Linked DNA regions of Podarcis muralis: region 2 is linked to region 1. A link is a contact called in public Hi-C data. All regions are on one chromosome and are shown on one strand. The core of a region is the stretch at or near the end of the contact, and the rest is flanking DNA. Distances in the headings are between cores, read along the strand shown. Region 1 holds the start of ARFGEF1 (ARF guanine nucleotide exchange factor 1). Region 2 holds the start of COPS5 (COP9 signalosome subunit 5).

Region 1 (7,213 bases), core at 3,259-5,758:
AGGGCCCAAACTAACAATGAATTTCAGTAGGGACGAATGTAAACATCTGCATTTAGGCAGGAAGAACTAGATGGCTTTATTTCATCGGGAACTCACCAGAACTCAATTCTGGCACCTCTCAGGTGGGAGCCATTGCCATTCTAAGAGAATGAGGGAGGCATTCATGGTAAATTCCGGCACCTCTTTTTCTATAAAAAAATAGCACTGGGGATATCTGGCTTACTAGCAGTACATGTGAAAAGGACCTAAGGGTCTTAGTGGACCAGACGCTTACCATGAGTCAACAGTGTGATGCTGCAGCAAAAAATGCTAATGTTATTTTAGGCAGCATCAACTCAAATATTGTGTCCAGATCAAGTGAAGTAATAGTACCACTCTATTCTGCATTGGTCAAACCACACTTGAATACTGTCCAATTCTCGACACCACAATTTAAGGATATTGACAAGCTGGAATGTGTGCAGAGGAGGGCAACCAAGATAAACAAGCCTTATGAGGAACAATGGAAGGAGCTTGGTATGTTTCTCCTGGAAAACAGACTGAGAGGAGACAAGACATCCATCTTCAAATATCTAATGGGTTGTCACAGGGAAGACGGAACAAGCTTGTTTTCTCCTGTTCTAGCGGATTGGACCCGAACCAATGGCTTCAAGTTACAAAAAAAATATGGAAAATCTTTCTGACAGTAAGAGCTTTTTGGCAGTGGAACAGTCTCCTTCAGGTTGTGGACTCTCCTTCCTTGGAGGTTTTTAAGTAGAAGTTGCAAGTCTTGGATGCTTTAGTTGAGATTTCAGCCTTGCAGGGGATTGGACTAGATGACCCTTGGGGTTCCTTCCAACTATACGATTCTATGATTGCATGAATACCTCTTGGTGATTTCCCTCCCATGTTGCCACAACAGTGGTGACAAATTTAATATCCTGGGCCTGATATGCCATGCCTGGATCGGGGCCCTGCAACCCCCTCCCCAGTCTATTGCCAGGAATTCCTGCTTATGTATCCATATTAACTCATTCTAGGGCTGCTGCAAATATATTGTAAAGATACATTGTCTCGATATTTTAATGTGGAATCCACAATTTTCTGCCTCCACTGCAGGCTTCCCCCAGGGATCTGGTTGGCCACTGTGGTAACAGGATACAGGACTAGATGGTCCAGCAGATGTACCAGAACCAAGCAAAAAGCTTGCCAACACTGAATATGTAGAAGTGCACACACCACATATAATAGCTCATTGTCAAAACCAGTTGGTAATTGCAGAGTAATTTTCCTTCCAAATAACCACAGTGACACCTAAACAAGCCCTGCCTAAATTGCTTTAAATGAGAGGGAGATTGGCTAAAGATTAAAAGGGACCATTGTTGATGCTGCTGCCATTGGAGTCCCTCCACTCCATGGACCAATGTTCTGCCATTAAAGCTGCAGCATTGCTGCTACTTGCCTCCACTATTCACTCACTCCCATACTCCCATTGATGCTAATATGGCTCCTTTAGTAATTGCTGCTGCCCCTGGATAAACATATTGGTGAGGAAGAGTGAGTGAGGTGACTGACTGAAGGCAGAAGTGAGCAGACATACTGCACCTTTCCAACCCATACTGTCAAGCGGGGATTGGTGTCATGTGCTCAGACCATCTTGACCCATGGAGTAACCTGACTGCTAAAATCTGTGCCAGCTGCAGTTTCCAAACGATTTAAAAAGGCAGCCATATATATAACACATTTCAGTAGGCTAACCTAGAAGTTACTAGGACATAGGCTACAGAAGTTAGGCTATCCCTGTCCAGATAGCGACACAACTGAAGCTGATGGAAGGCACGTCACACTACTGAAGTCACTTGAGCTTCAAGCAACAGTAATGGATCCAGAAGTATCCCATGCCTGCTACTTCAGAGGGAGTGCAATCCATTCCAGAATAAGCCATGGCCCACCCATTCAGTCTTGGGAACCGCCCATGAAGAACACTTCAGTCTTAACAGTATTAAGCTTCAGCTTTAGCTTCATCCAGTCCATAGCCAAGGCCAGACATCCATAGGCATTGATCCAATGATTTCTTTAGACCTAATGGGATTATTTAAAAAAACCACAAAACTTTTCTTTTAAAGTATAGCAGACCCCCTGAGTCACATCACAAATTGTTTTGGATCCTGGCCATGAATTGTTAACACAGGGAAACTGATAGGGCAAAGACAACCGCAGGGGAAAGCAACAGTGCATTTTGCAGAAATAAGGCACTATGCTATCAAGCCAAAAATTACTCCCCCTGCCCCATAAAGGTCTTTTATTTGTGATTGCCTGTCACTTATAGCCTATAATTTCTCCACGTTCATCTAGTGGCCAGGAGCCTTCTGACCACTTCATTTTTCTTAGGCCAAACATTTATGAGAATTGCTATTGGTCCCTGACATTTTAGACTTATAAAATGGTGACAGATATTTTCACAACCCAGGCTTTAAGGAATTAAAAAGCCAGCCATACACACAGGCACACGAGTTGTAGATGGCATCTCAGTATTTCAGAGAATTAATAATTTTAAGTGTTTCAGTCAAAGAGAAAAAAGCTGGCAGTTAATAACATTGGTACTCCTTATTTTTACTTTGACAAACATTTTCTGTGACTCAGGCCTTACATTATATTGTATTTATACTATGTAATTTATTAAATATACTAAAAAGCTGTGTCAATCTACTTAATAAAAACAAAATTAAAGCATGACTGAAGTTTTTTTGGCATCGCTACCTATCCAAAAGTGTAAATTGCAATTCTCAGACTGCATACACAGTATATTAATTTTATCTTTTGAGCACAACTTGAATAGTCTAGAATTAAGACAATTAGACCAAAAGGATCATTAAATACCTGTAGAGTGGAGCATGGGTATCTGTGCTAGAGGTGATTGTGTGTGGATTAATTTAAACTAGGTTTCCAGGGACAATGCGTCAGGTTATTTGAGGAACAGCTTTCTCTATGTACCTGCAGCTACTTTAGCAACTGCATGCGCCCAGCAAAGAGAGAAATTTCAGAGTGAAATTTTAAAGCACTTTACTTTGGCTGGGTAGACTCCCTAATATATTATGACAAAAATGTAAAAATAGTAGGTGCTTCTCTCCCTCTTAAATGTGAGACCTAGAAGCAGATCCACAGAGTGTAGTTCTACCTGAGGATTTCGGCAAAGTATACAAAAACTAGAAAAGTAGGGTAGGAAAACAGGTACAACATGATTTGGTTTAACTTATATTGCCTCTAATTCTAATTGTATTAATTCACTCTTCAATTTTTGCCCTCAAAAAGGGGGACAGGAAGACCTGCCAGTTATTGAACCTTGACTTTTGGTATTGAAAGCATGTACGCTAGCACACTGCTCGCTGATGTCTTTCACAGCTAAATGAAAATGCTAGAAAACAAGTCTGGAACATGTGGCATCCAGGTATGTTTTAAAAATGGTTTTACCACTTTCTTAATGCCATTCCACTACACAAATTGTAGGGTTAGATGATAGGTCTGGTGGTTATCCATGCTTGGTGTAAAGCAGGGGTCTGCAACCTTTAAGACAAAAAGAGCCACTTGGACCCGTTTTCGAAGGAAAAAAAACTGGGAGCCGCATTGCGACATTTAAAACAAATATAACACTGCATATATTGTTTCTTACCTTAATGCTATATATACAGGATCGTAACGCACGCAACCACCCCCATGCGACGTCATAGCCAGTACAGCGCCCGCCACAGTGGGGAGTGTCGGGGCACACAATGCGCCTCCTCCCTCGCTAGTATCCGCCCCAGAGCCGCGGCAAAGGTGTAAAAGAGCCACATGCGGCTCCGGAGCCGCGGGTTGCAGACCCCTGGTGTAAAGCCATGATTCACAGCATGCAAACAGGCTTTCCTAAGAAAGTTCAGTCAGTTGCTAGGGCTATGTAAATTGATTACTGGCTATCTCTCAGCTTTTTTCTTAGGTGTGGCTTAACTGGACAACATGAAGAAACTTCCATTTGTTCATTCACCCTGACTGCAATCCCAGCCATACTTACTTTGAAATAATGGGCTTTAGTTTCCAGTAATAAATGAGGTGACATGGCTGTGTGAGTCTGTTACAGTAAACATATATAAGGTATATTGTGGCATCTTCAAACCCAACATATTGTGGCATAATTCTTTATGGAATAGAACCCACCATTAGTTGCATAAAGAGTGTGTGTAATATATGATAAATGTTCTTGTATATAATGTTGTATTTGACAAAGAGAACTCTAGTCCACAAAAGTTTGTATCACAGTTTTTAAGGTTCCACTTCTTGGTTTGCCTCCAAAACGTTAAGAGCTCACAGTCAGTGTCATTTCTATGCAATCTTCAAACGACCACACACAAAAAAAAGCACAGTGGCCGGCAAACCCCCTTGCGATTTGCCCCATCACCACTGAGCGAGCAGTGAGACATATCTGCCCGAAGGGAGGCATGGGGGAGAAGGCGGGGCTCCAATCCGAGGTAACAAGCAGACCAGGGCGAGCTTCCTTTGGCTAGCCGGAAGGAGTCTCTGCCACCACCGGGAAGCGTCTGAGGGGAAATCCGAAGTGACAGGGGCAAAGGAGAGAGAAACCCCCGCCGCGTAGGAACTCCGTGAGGGAGGCTGAGCGCGCTCTGGTCTGCAGCCTCGGCGCCGCTCAGCCTCTTTCCCCCATTGCTCTCAGAGGCAGGAGGCGGCGGCGGCGGCGAGGCCCCTCCCCTGCTCACACCTGTAGCGCGGGGCCGGCCGCCTGTCCCGGCTCAGCCTCGCCAGCGCTGCTGGTGGTGTTGCTCGCTCCCTGCGGCTGCGCCTCCTCCCGGTCTTGGAGAAACAGCAGCAGCCAGCCGCCGCTGCCGCTTCCTCCTCTGCAGCCACTCGGGCCGCGGCGGCCTTGACGTCGTTTCCTTCCAACATGGCGAGCGCAGGAGGAGGTTGCTGCTGCTGCTGCTGCCGCCGCCGCTGCTATTGCTCCTACTGCCGCCGCCGCCGCTGCTGCTAATGGAGGCGGAGGCCAGCCGGCTCTGAGGGCTGCGCGTTCTCCGGAGGGCCGGTTCTCCTTTCCCCCCACCCCGAGCGAGGTCCGCAGTCGCCGTTCTTGCCCGAGCCCAGCCCGGAGGTGGGAAGAAGCTGCGCTTGGGGCTCCTTCGCCAGGGGTGCCGCCCGGGCAGCTGCGGCGAGAGGCACCGAACCAGCTCCCTCTTCTCCCCTCTCCCCCTGCGTCCCCATGTATGAGGGGAAGAAGACAAAAAACATGTTCCTGACCCGGGCCTTGGAGAAGATCCTGGCCGACAAGGAGGTGAAGAAGGCGCACCATTCCCAGCTGCGCAAAGCCTGCGAGGTGGCCCTAGGTAAATCTGGGGAGCTGCGGGGAGAGAGGAGGAGGCGGCGGCGGCGGCGCAGGGAGCCCGAGGCACCTGCAGAGGGGAAGGGAAGGCAGGCCGGGGCCTTGCTCTGGATTAGGGCAGCTGTCATTGTGGGGACGAGGCTGGCCGGGGAAGGGGAGAGGAGTGGCTGGCTGGCTGGGTGCGCCGAGCGGGGCGACAAAAGGCGGCTGTTCGGAGCAGGTTTCGGGGAGAGGAGGTCAGTGCTGATGCATGAGGCGGGCCTTTGTGGTGAGGTTTGGACGTGGCGGTGGGAGAAGATGAAAGGCCGTGTGTTTGTGCGCTACGTTAGTCTCGGGGAGGGAAGTTGTCCCCCGTGCGGTGTGTTTTTTTTGGGGGGGGGGGGAGCTGAAGGCGCGTGCGTTATTGGGAAGCTTTGGCTTTGTTGACAAGGAAATGCAGGCGGTTGCCTTGACACACGGCTTTTCTCTTTCGCTGCCTCCTTGGCGCACCTACACACCCTGCATGAATAGGCAGAGAAGGTGTGTAGAGAGCTGACCTGGAAGAACAAGGCCGCCGGGGAGGAGGAGGAGGGAGCAGGTGACGGGCGGGAGGAGGAGGAGGAGGAGGCGAGGACGGAAGCCGAAGAGAGGCGGACGGTGGAAAACAGGGACAGTGACACCCTGTCAGCATTTAAAATTGATGCCTGCTCTTTGAATTGAGAGGCTGTTGTGTAGCAAGGGAGAATGACAGCAGGGAGGGATGCAGTGGTACAAGGAGTCTTTTATAATACATCAGCCCAGGAAAAATAAGGCCGCTGGGTGGAGGAGTTTCTTTCATGTATCATGTGGTTATTTCATTCTGAATAAAAGGAAATATTGGAATGACAAGGTGAGCTACTTGTCCAGGTTATTAGATTGGGGCTTAAACCCTCCACTGAAGTTTTCAGAGACAATTGAATCGCTTTATTAGGACATTGTTGTTGTTTTTATATATTTAATTATACTCCACCTTTTTCCCTGTCAGGACTCAAGGCAGCTTACATATAAAAATGAGAGCTGCTAAAAACATAGAAAACCTGATACACAGTTATTATATGAGGGAAGGCAAAAATAAATAAATAAATGCATCTATGGACTGAGTTGACCCATGCATCCATGGACTGAGTTTAAAAGCAGGGAAGTACGGTAAAATACTTGTTAGATCTATAACAATTGGCAAGTCATTTCCCCTCATCTTTGAAATTGTGGAGAGATATATATTACAATGTGGTGGGGTTTTTTATATTAACTTTTGTTTGTATAATATTCACTTCACAAATGTGTGTATTTAAAGAAAATGGCAATCATCTTAGTTTACTGCTTGTCTTTTATAACCTGATCCAGAGATCTGTGCATGTAAGCATCCCTTCTCTGAGTCAGAATCTATTCCCAAACCAGAGCTGTATCTACCTCTACATATCAATTTGGATGTCCAGCTCAACTACTTTGTTTCATTGGGATGTGCATTCATATATGCAGCACCACCCACATTTTGTGTATAACTAGAGCTGGATTAGGGCAATTATTTTCACACTTGTGGGTTTGCCATTAACCAATTTTGTGATTTATTTTTTTTAACAATTTCTGTGTTCTCTTTTCTATACTAAATTGTATTACTGCCTCTGTACATCAGTATAGTTGCAGTAGATTCTTAAAAATTAAACTTCTTTCTAATGCAAGGCCTGAGGGGGAAGGTGAATAAAAGGCCCTTTAATTTATGGTACCTTATAGATTTGCCTTTATCACTTAACTTGATTTGCATTAATAGTGAAAAAACCAGGAGGCCAACAATACAGTATTTATTTGTATGCAAGACACTCCAGTCAAGGCCAGAGCTCTATTGTATAGTAG
Region 2 (7,213 bases), core at 1,518-4,017, 130 kb after region 1:
AGTGGCCCACCTGTTTCTAGACTGGTGCTGAATATATTGGAAATGCATTCCCAACCTCAACTTTTACTTGGTAAAAACCTCTATTTGTTACTAAGGCCAAGAAGCCACCTTTCACAGCTATTTATTGCAGCCCATAACAATGAACCGAGATTGCCTCAAAACCACTCCTTGAAGAAATCTATATGCAATAGTCTGACTAACAGATTCACTAGCAAACCAGTTTGTAAATGAAACAGACTTCTATTCACTAAATGGTGGAAATGATCACTGGCCTTCAGATATATTATTTGTTGGCTTTAATGCTTTCGAAACGTTTCACACTACCACTAGCCATTCCTTAATACTAAAGTTACAATCCCTTGTACACTTATTAGTAAGTACCACTGCACTCGGCCGCATTTGCTTCTGAGTAAACATACTTACAATCACATTGTATGTATTTTGGGAGGTATTCATAAAGCTAGACGCTTATGACAAAACTGTCTTGACCGTCCATAAGAAGAGTCCCTTGAACAGATGCTGTTCATTCATGGGCTGGTAACTTTACATATTTTCGTCTTTGAAGCCCTTCTTCACATCCATGCGAAATGGTTAAGGCGCCACAGATACCCGAGAGCAGAAACCTTCCCTATCTCCAGGCATCAACAAAGGGAGTCACAGAATAGGGGAGGTTGAGGAAAGAAAGGGTGGGCTCGGAAGAGAAGAGCAACTGTTGCTTCCGCGCCTGCCCAGGGCGTCGGTCTCTTTAAGAAGCTATACGGCGTTGTTAGGCAACCAGATTACAACAAAAACCGGGGCCTCTCCGCACTCCTGGACCCGCGCAGTCTGCGCTCCTCTACAGAAAGGCACAACTCCCAGTCCGAGGAATAAGACTTCAAGGTGCAACATTCCCCCCCACCCAAAAAAAAGAGGATTTTGCGCGCACAAAAACTCCCCCCTACCCGAGCGAAGCCCCTCGAGGAGAGCCCCAAACTCCCCCCCAAACTCTTAAAGGATGCATGCGGGGACTTCCCTCAGCACCCCGCGCGCGCCAAGACGCCCCTTCCTCACCCTCGTCTACTTAGGGCGAATATTCCACCCCCGGGGAAGTGGGATGCGCTCTTCTTTGCGCGCACTTCCCAACCCTCTCCAGAGAGCGACCCAAGTTACCGGACGGGTGCGCGCCTCTCTCTCTCGTCCGAGGTCTTTGGAGCTGCAGCCGCTCGGAACCCGCCCGAAACGCACCTCTCTCTCCGGAGAGGCCCAGCCGCCGGCGGGTTGTCAAACAGCTGCTACGGCAGCGCCTCCCGTCGCCTCGCCTCGCCGCTCCGCCGAAGTCGCTCCAGCCCTCCGCCTTCTCGGGGAGGAGCCAGCCTAACGGCCGGAGAGGGGACGGGGCTGCCGCGCACGAACAGCTCCCTCTGGTGCTTGTCGCCAAGTGGAAACCCGGCCTAAAACCTGTAGCTGAGTAGAACAGCGCCTTAAGGGGGTTTTGTCTCCTGGAAAGGAAAGGTGCTAAGTGCTACTCCTTTAGCACTCCTTTAAAGTGCCTCCTTTAAATCCTTTTAACATCAGGTGTTTTGAGAGTTGCGCGTGGTTGCACAGCAGCGAAGGGCAGGCGCTCTGTGCATGCTCGGAGAAACATGCTTTTTTTTTTTTTTTTTTGCTATCACTTCGTCGCGGGGCGAGTGCAAACGGCACAATCAAAGGCTAGCTAGGCAATGTTGTTGGAAACGGAGGTGTTTGTATTCCGCACCCTGGAATATAGGCGTGATGTTCTTTCACTTTCTTGAATGGCCAGATCTCTCCTCAATATAGAGATAGATAAGAACACACTCTCTCTGCACTTGACTATATTAGGGGAAAATCTAGAAGCTCTGTTTCTAAGCAAATAAGAGTTAAAGAACACGCCCCTATGCCCTATATTATTCCCTCAGAGAATTCTGGGCACTGTAGTTTGTTAAGGGTTGCTGGGAATTGTAAGCGAGGGATAAATGTACAGTACTTAAAAAAAGGTACGTATAGTGCGTGCACAGTCTTAAAAGTATGGTGTGTACACAGAGTCAAGAACAACACGGTGATGCAGAATATGAGGAGTGCCTCAACAGATGAAAATGCATTGATTATGGTGGAGCAGAGAAGGGGATTGTTTACAAATATTATTCCGGCTTCCTTCGATGCGTTCTTATATGTTCTTTCAAAACAAAGCTCAATAGAATAGATTAACAGGGAACGTTTCATAGAATAGAATTTTAAGAGTTGAAAGGGATCTCGGGTGTCACGTAGTGCTCAACGCAGAACCCACAATGCAGGAGGGGACTCCTGCTCCCCTGACAGGTGGCAGCCCAGCCTCTGGTTTTAAATTTCAGAGGTGAAAGCTATAAGCGGGAAGGCATACCCCATAATGCGCCATTGGGATGTCATGTTTTTTAGATACCAGAAACTCACTTTAAAATGTGGAGTAGTTTGCCCTCACAAATAAAAGGCGGGCTTTGCGATGGCAGGGAAGACGTGGATATAATTTTTTCTTTCCTGGAATTCAGACGTGGGGTGGGAATAATTATTTCGGGGCAGAGCGGGTTAATGACTGACTCGCAGGAGGGCTCGTGCCACGACGCCTCTCCTCGATGGGCAACCCCGTCCCTGCGAAAAGACTGGGATGGCCGTTCTCCGCGCGGGAGGCTAATTCCACCGTTTCTCGCTAGGGGGCGGGCGAGCCAGCTCGAGGCGTCGCGGAGCGGGCGGAACCATTCGCGGGGGACTCTCTATCCCCGCCCAGCCCGCTTGCCCAGCGCCTACACCCACTTCCGCCGCGCTTGCTTCGCTCTGTTGCGGCAAGCAGGCCGGGAGGCTCGACTGCCCGGAGGGTCTATCATCGGCTAGCAGGGCCCGGCTCGGCTCGGCCTGAGGAACCCGGTGAGATGGCAGCGGCCGGCCCTTCCGGGAGCGGGATGGCCCAGAAGACGTGGGAGATGGCCAACAACATGCAGGAGGCGCAGAGCATCGATGAGATCTATAAGTACGACCGCAAGCAGCAGCAGGAGATCCTGGCGGCGAAGCCGTGGACCAAGGAGTAAGTGAGCGGGTGGGCAAAGCGGGGGAGGATCAAAGGACTCGGCCCGGACCCCGGTGCTGTTTGGTCCCGGGAGAGGAAGGGCGAGGGGCTGTGATGATGCACCTGCCCTAGATATTACCTCTCATGTAGGACTTGACAAGAAGAGGTAGAGGTGAGTAAGAGGAAAGATCAAAATGCAAAACTCTGGACAGGTGCAGGTAAGAAAGATTGCCTCTTGGAGGTCTTAAGAGAAGAAAAAGTAACAAGTCTTGACAGTCGTTTGTAAAGATGGGGTGAACGAGGGAAGGCGGGGAGTCAAAGTTAAATCCAAGGAAAGTAGAAATGATGGGTGAATGCCCCATATCAACACACAGACACGCCATGACTCCTTCATTTTGACACTGAGTGAAGGCAAGGCGGGGGGGGGGGGTTATGAAATGGAAAAACAAGCAGCCTCCCAAGAACAAATGTTACTAGCAAATGAAACGTCTTAAAATGTTGTATGCTGAGAAGTCAAAGGCCTCTTCTGGGAGAAAATAAGTAACCCACACACTTCTGGAACTCCCCCTTCTCACAATTTTCTAGCTATTCCCAAATGTGTGAGGGGTCAGTCATTCTGTCTTAATTGAAGCAGGATTATGTACCTGGGTTTCTCACATCCACACAATTTACTGCTGTACAACATAGGTTGCTTGTTACATTAAGAGAGAAACATTTTGTTCTTTTGAAATCTGGATCTATTTTATTAGTTTGAAATATTTATTTGCCACCCTATAACCATGTTCTCTGGGTGCCATACAACAAATATAAAGGCGATTAAAATATGCATAATAAATCTATAAAATATATATCATTAAAAATCCATAGCTCTAGTGATAATGTTTTTTTGTAGCAGGAACAGATTTAAAGGCCTGGAACAATGAAAAGATTTTACTGAAATGACATCAGATTAGGCATGTGGTGAGCCTCTTTGGAGAGAGCATTTTATAGCCAGGCTACCATAAATGAAAACACCTTTTTGTCAGTAGCTACCATATGCACCTCCTGAAGAAGGACCGTAGAAGATCTTATGGTTTAAGTAGGTGCATATGGGTATGTACTATACTGTTGAGTATATCTGTAACCTCTGTGTTTAGCTATTGCAATTCTCCAGCTTCACCTGGTATGCCATCTATTCCTGACCACTATAGTCCTTGTATTGATAATCCCAAGACTGGATTACTGCAATGTGCTCTGTGTAGGGCTGGCCTTGGGCCTGGTACTGAAACTCCAGCTAGTGCAGTGTTGCAGCTAGACTGCTGAGGAAGGCAAATGGCCAACAGAATTTGACACCTCTGCTAAAATATTTGGCTGCCCACATGCCGCCAAGCCAGGTTCAAATTTCTTGTACAGTATTGAGGCCTTACATCACTCTGATAAGTACTCTTAGTTGTCCTCTTTGTTACAGATGCCCAACTTAATTCAGCTAGAAGTATTTAGTGTCCCTGGTCCCATGCGAAGATTCAGCAGGCATTCTCACTGCTAACTTTCAGATGTCTCAAATATGTTTTTATTAAGATAGTGCTTTACATTCAGTGATTTAAATTTTCCAAAGGTGGGCCAGTCATTTTTGTGATTATTTTGTATTTTTTATGGTGGCATTGTTTTTATTGCCTCTGCATACTGCTGTACACCACCTTGGTATTTCATATCTGGTTGATTTAAAAAATATTTTTTATAAACAAAATCTTGTCCCGTATCATTTTATTGATTCTGAGTTTCAGGGTGAGCTCTCTTGCCTTAAATCATCTATTGTACTTTGTGTTTCTTCTTTTCCTTTTCTGTCATAATAGATATTGTGCTAAGCTCTTTTGTTTTTCCATTGCAGTCACCACTATTTCAAGTACTGCAAGATCTCTGCTCTGGCCCTCCTGAAGATGGTCATGCATGCTAGGTCAGGAGGCAATTTGGAAGTGATGGGCTTAATGCTTGGAAAAGTGGATGGCGAAACTATGATTATCATGGACAGCTTTGCTTTACCAGTCGAAGGCACTGAAACACGAGTTAACGCTCAGGCTGCTGCATATGAATATATGGCTGCGTATATAGAAAATGCAAAGCAGGTAAAAAGGGAAGACTGATTTCCTTTTAGCAAATTAGCATTGTGTTAAAACTGTTTATAATCACATCTGGGATTGGAGACACCTCAGTTTGTAATTTATGAACAACATGTGTTGCCCTTAACCCCAATATGCTGTCACTTACACCACCAGTTGAGTATAAGTTTGGATCAGATTTAGTTCAGATACATTTTTCTCCTCTAGTTACCTTATTGAAGGGCTTCAATGTTGTGTTTTTTTATGCATATTCTTACTGCTTCATTTTCTCCATTTTATGTACATCTTAATTGTCTTAGAAATTGTGAAGAAAATAATTTCTTCAATTTAATTTCTGCTTTTGTTAAGTGAACAACAAGCTCATTATTTACAAAAATAATAATACGGTAGCTTCTGAGCTTCCTGCCTGGCCATGTTTTTCAGAAAACAATTTTGGAGTAGATGGGCTTTGTGTCTGATCCTGTAGGGCTTTTTATGTTCATACATGGCTTAATTTTGAAATATCTGTGGTTTGCCAACTGTCCAAAAGAGGGCAGTATTCACAATGATTAAATTCAGTTTAACCTGCTTTCTTCCTCTTTCCCTTTTTTAAAAACTTTGGTTAGGTTGGTCGATTAGAAAATGCAATTGGCTGGTATCACAGCCACCCTGGCTATGGCTGCTGGCTTTCAGGAATTGATGTCAGTACTCAGATGCTTAACCAGCAATTTCAAGAACCATTTGTGGCTGTGGTTGTAAGTATATATTGGAATTCAAGCAAATTAAATACGAAATAGAGTTAGACAGTAAATATAAGTGCTATTGCTGGTTTTTTGTAACCAGGTAACTCCTATTAAAAAACTGTTCACACTACTTGGAGACCTTTTTGTTTCTTATATATTGGATGTAATTTCTTTTATATCTTGTTCTATTGAGCCATAAACTCAGCTGCCCTTTTCATTGATCACAACTAATTCAAGTCAGTATTTGCAGGATCACTTTGTAACATTGGAAAACCATGCATATACTGAATTGCCTATCACAGGGTAAGAACTTCTCATTGATTAGTTGAAGACATGCTCATGGGAGCAGATTCTTCTATTAAAACAAATTACATTTACATTTTAAGGGTCTTGTGTGCAGGACCTAAAATGAAGAAGGATAAGGCTTCCCGAATTCCCTAACTCCTCTGCTGTCTGTATGGACATTGGAGTGTTAGGGTCCATTACTCCCCTTTCCAGAGTTCCCCTGTTCACCAGAGAGAATTTTGTTACTTACACAATGTGAAGCAGAACCAAGAATAGCTCTTGTTATTACACTTGTTATTACAACTAAGACTATTTTCAAGATAGTCTTTAATCAGGAGAACTGTATGTCTAAATAATTGCTTAAGAGAGTTTTAAGAACCATAAATCAGGAGACAGGTCTATTGTTGGCTGGGAGGTGGGTACCAAATTTAGCCTCCCCAGCCTGTTTTTACTACTACTACACCTGAAGAACATCAGCTTGCAGAGAAGCCAGAAGGTTGTAGCCAGTTAGTGCTACAACTTTAGCTGCTTCAGAAGCCTATTTATTTGGAGGCTTGATTGTTGGTGGACTTGCTCCTAGGTGTGAGATTGGAGAGGGGGCAGGAGTTATGTGAGTGAGCTTAGCTTCTAAGTAAGGGGATGAATGCTGGAGAGCTATGTGGAGAGAGGATGAATGCAGTTCACAAATGCATATCTAGTACAATTGGTGGGTATTTGGTAATTATGCATTCATTGTTCCTTTATTGCATTTTTCCTTTGCCTAAATATTCTATTCACCCCTTAAGGGGCCTTAGGGCCAAAAGGTAAAGGGACCCCTGACCATTTGGTCCAGTTGTGTCTGACTCTGGGGTTGCAGTGCTCATCTTATTTTATTGGCCGAGGGAGCCGGCGTACAGCTTCCAGGTCATGTGGCCAGCATGACTTCTGGCGAACTAGAGCAGTGCACAGAAACGCAGTTTACAACAGCAACAAAATTATCTTGCAGTATTTCTGGACTTTGAACTTACATTGTGGAATGTCCAGTAGAAAAGTAAAACTTTTAACATATTGGGGTAGAAGCCAGTATTTGCTCAAAC

The links. Hi-C and Micro-C count contacts between places; a contact is called where the count stands out from the background.
Region 2: a contact with region 1 is called in a Hi-C map of tail, with 2.6 times the contacts expected there. The contact joins the promoter of COPS5 here to the promoter of ARFGEF1 in region 1. A contact is called at or near these places in 2 of 3 Hi-C or Micro-C datasets (blood and tail).

What each region holds. Positions count from the first base shown.
Region 1 is chr8:34,251,525-34,258,737 of rPodMur119.hap1.1, forward strand. ARFGEF1 (ARF guanine nucleotide exchange factor 1) reads left to right here and starts at 4,509. Exons shown (of 39, transcript XM_028736768.2): 1 at 4,509-5,348. The coding sequence starts at 5,225.
Region 2 is chr8:34,383,881-34,391,093 of rPodMur119.hap1.1, forward strand. COPS5 (COP9 signalosome subunit 5) reads left to right here and starts at 2,768. Exons shown (of 8, transcript XM_028736797.2): 1 at 2,768-3,052; 2 at 4,902-5,136; 3 at 5,736-5,864. The coding sequence starts at 2,901. All of the region lies in intron 1 of CSPP1 (centrosome and spindle pole associated protein 1), which reads right to left.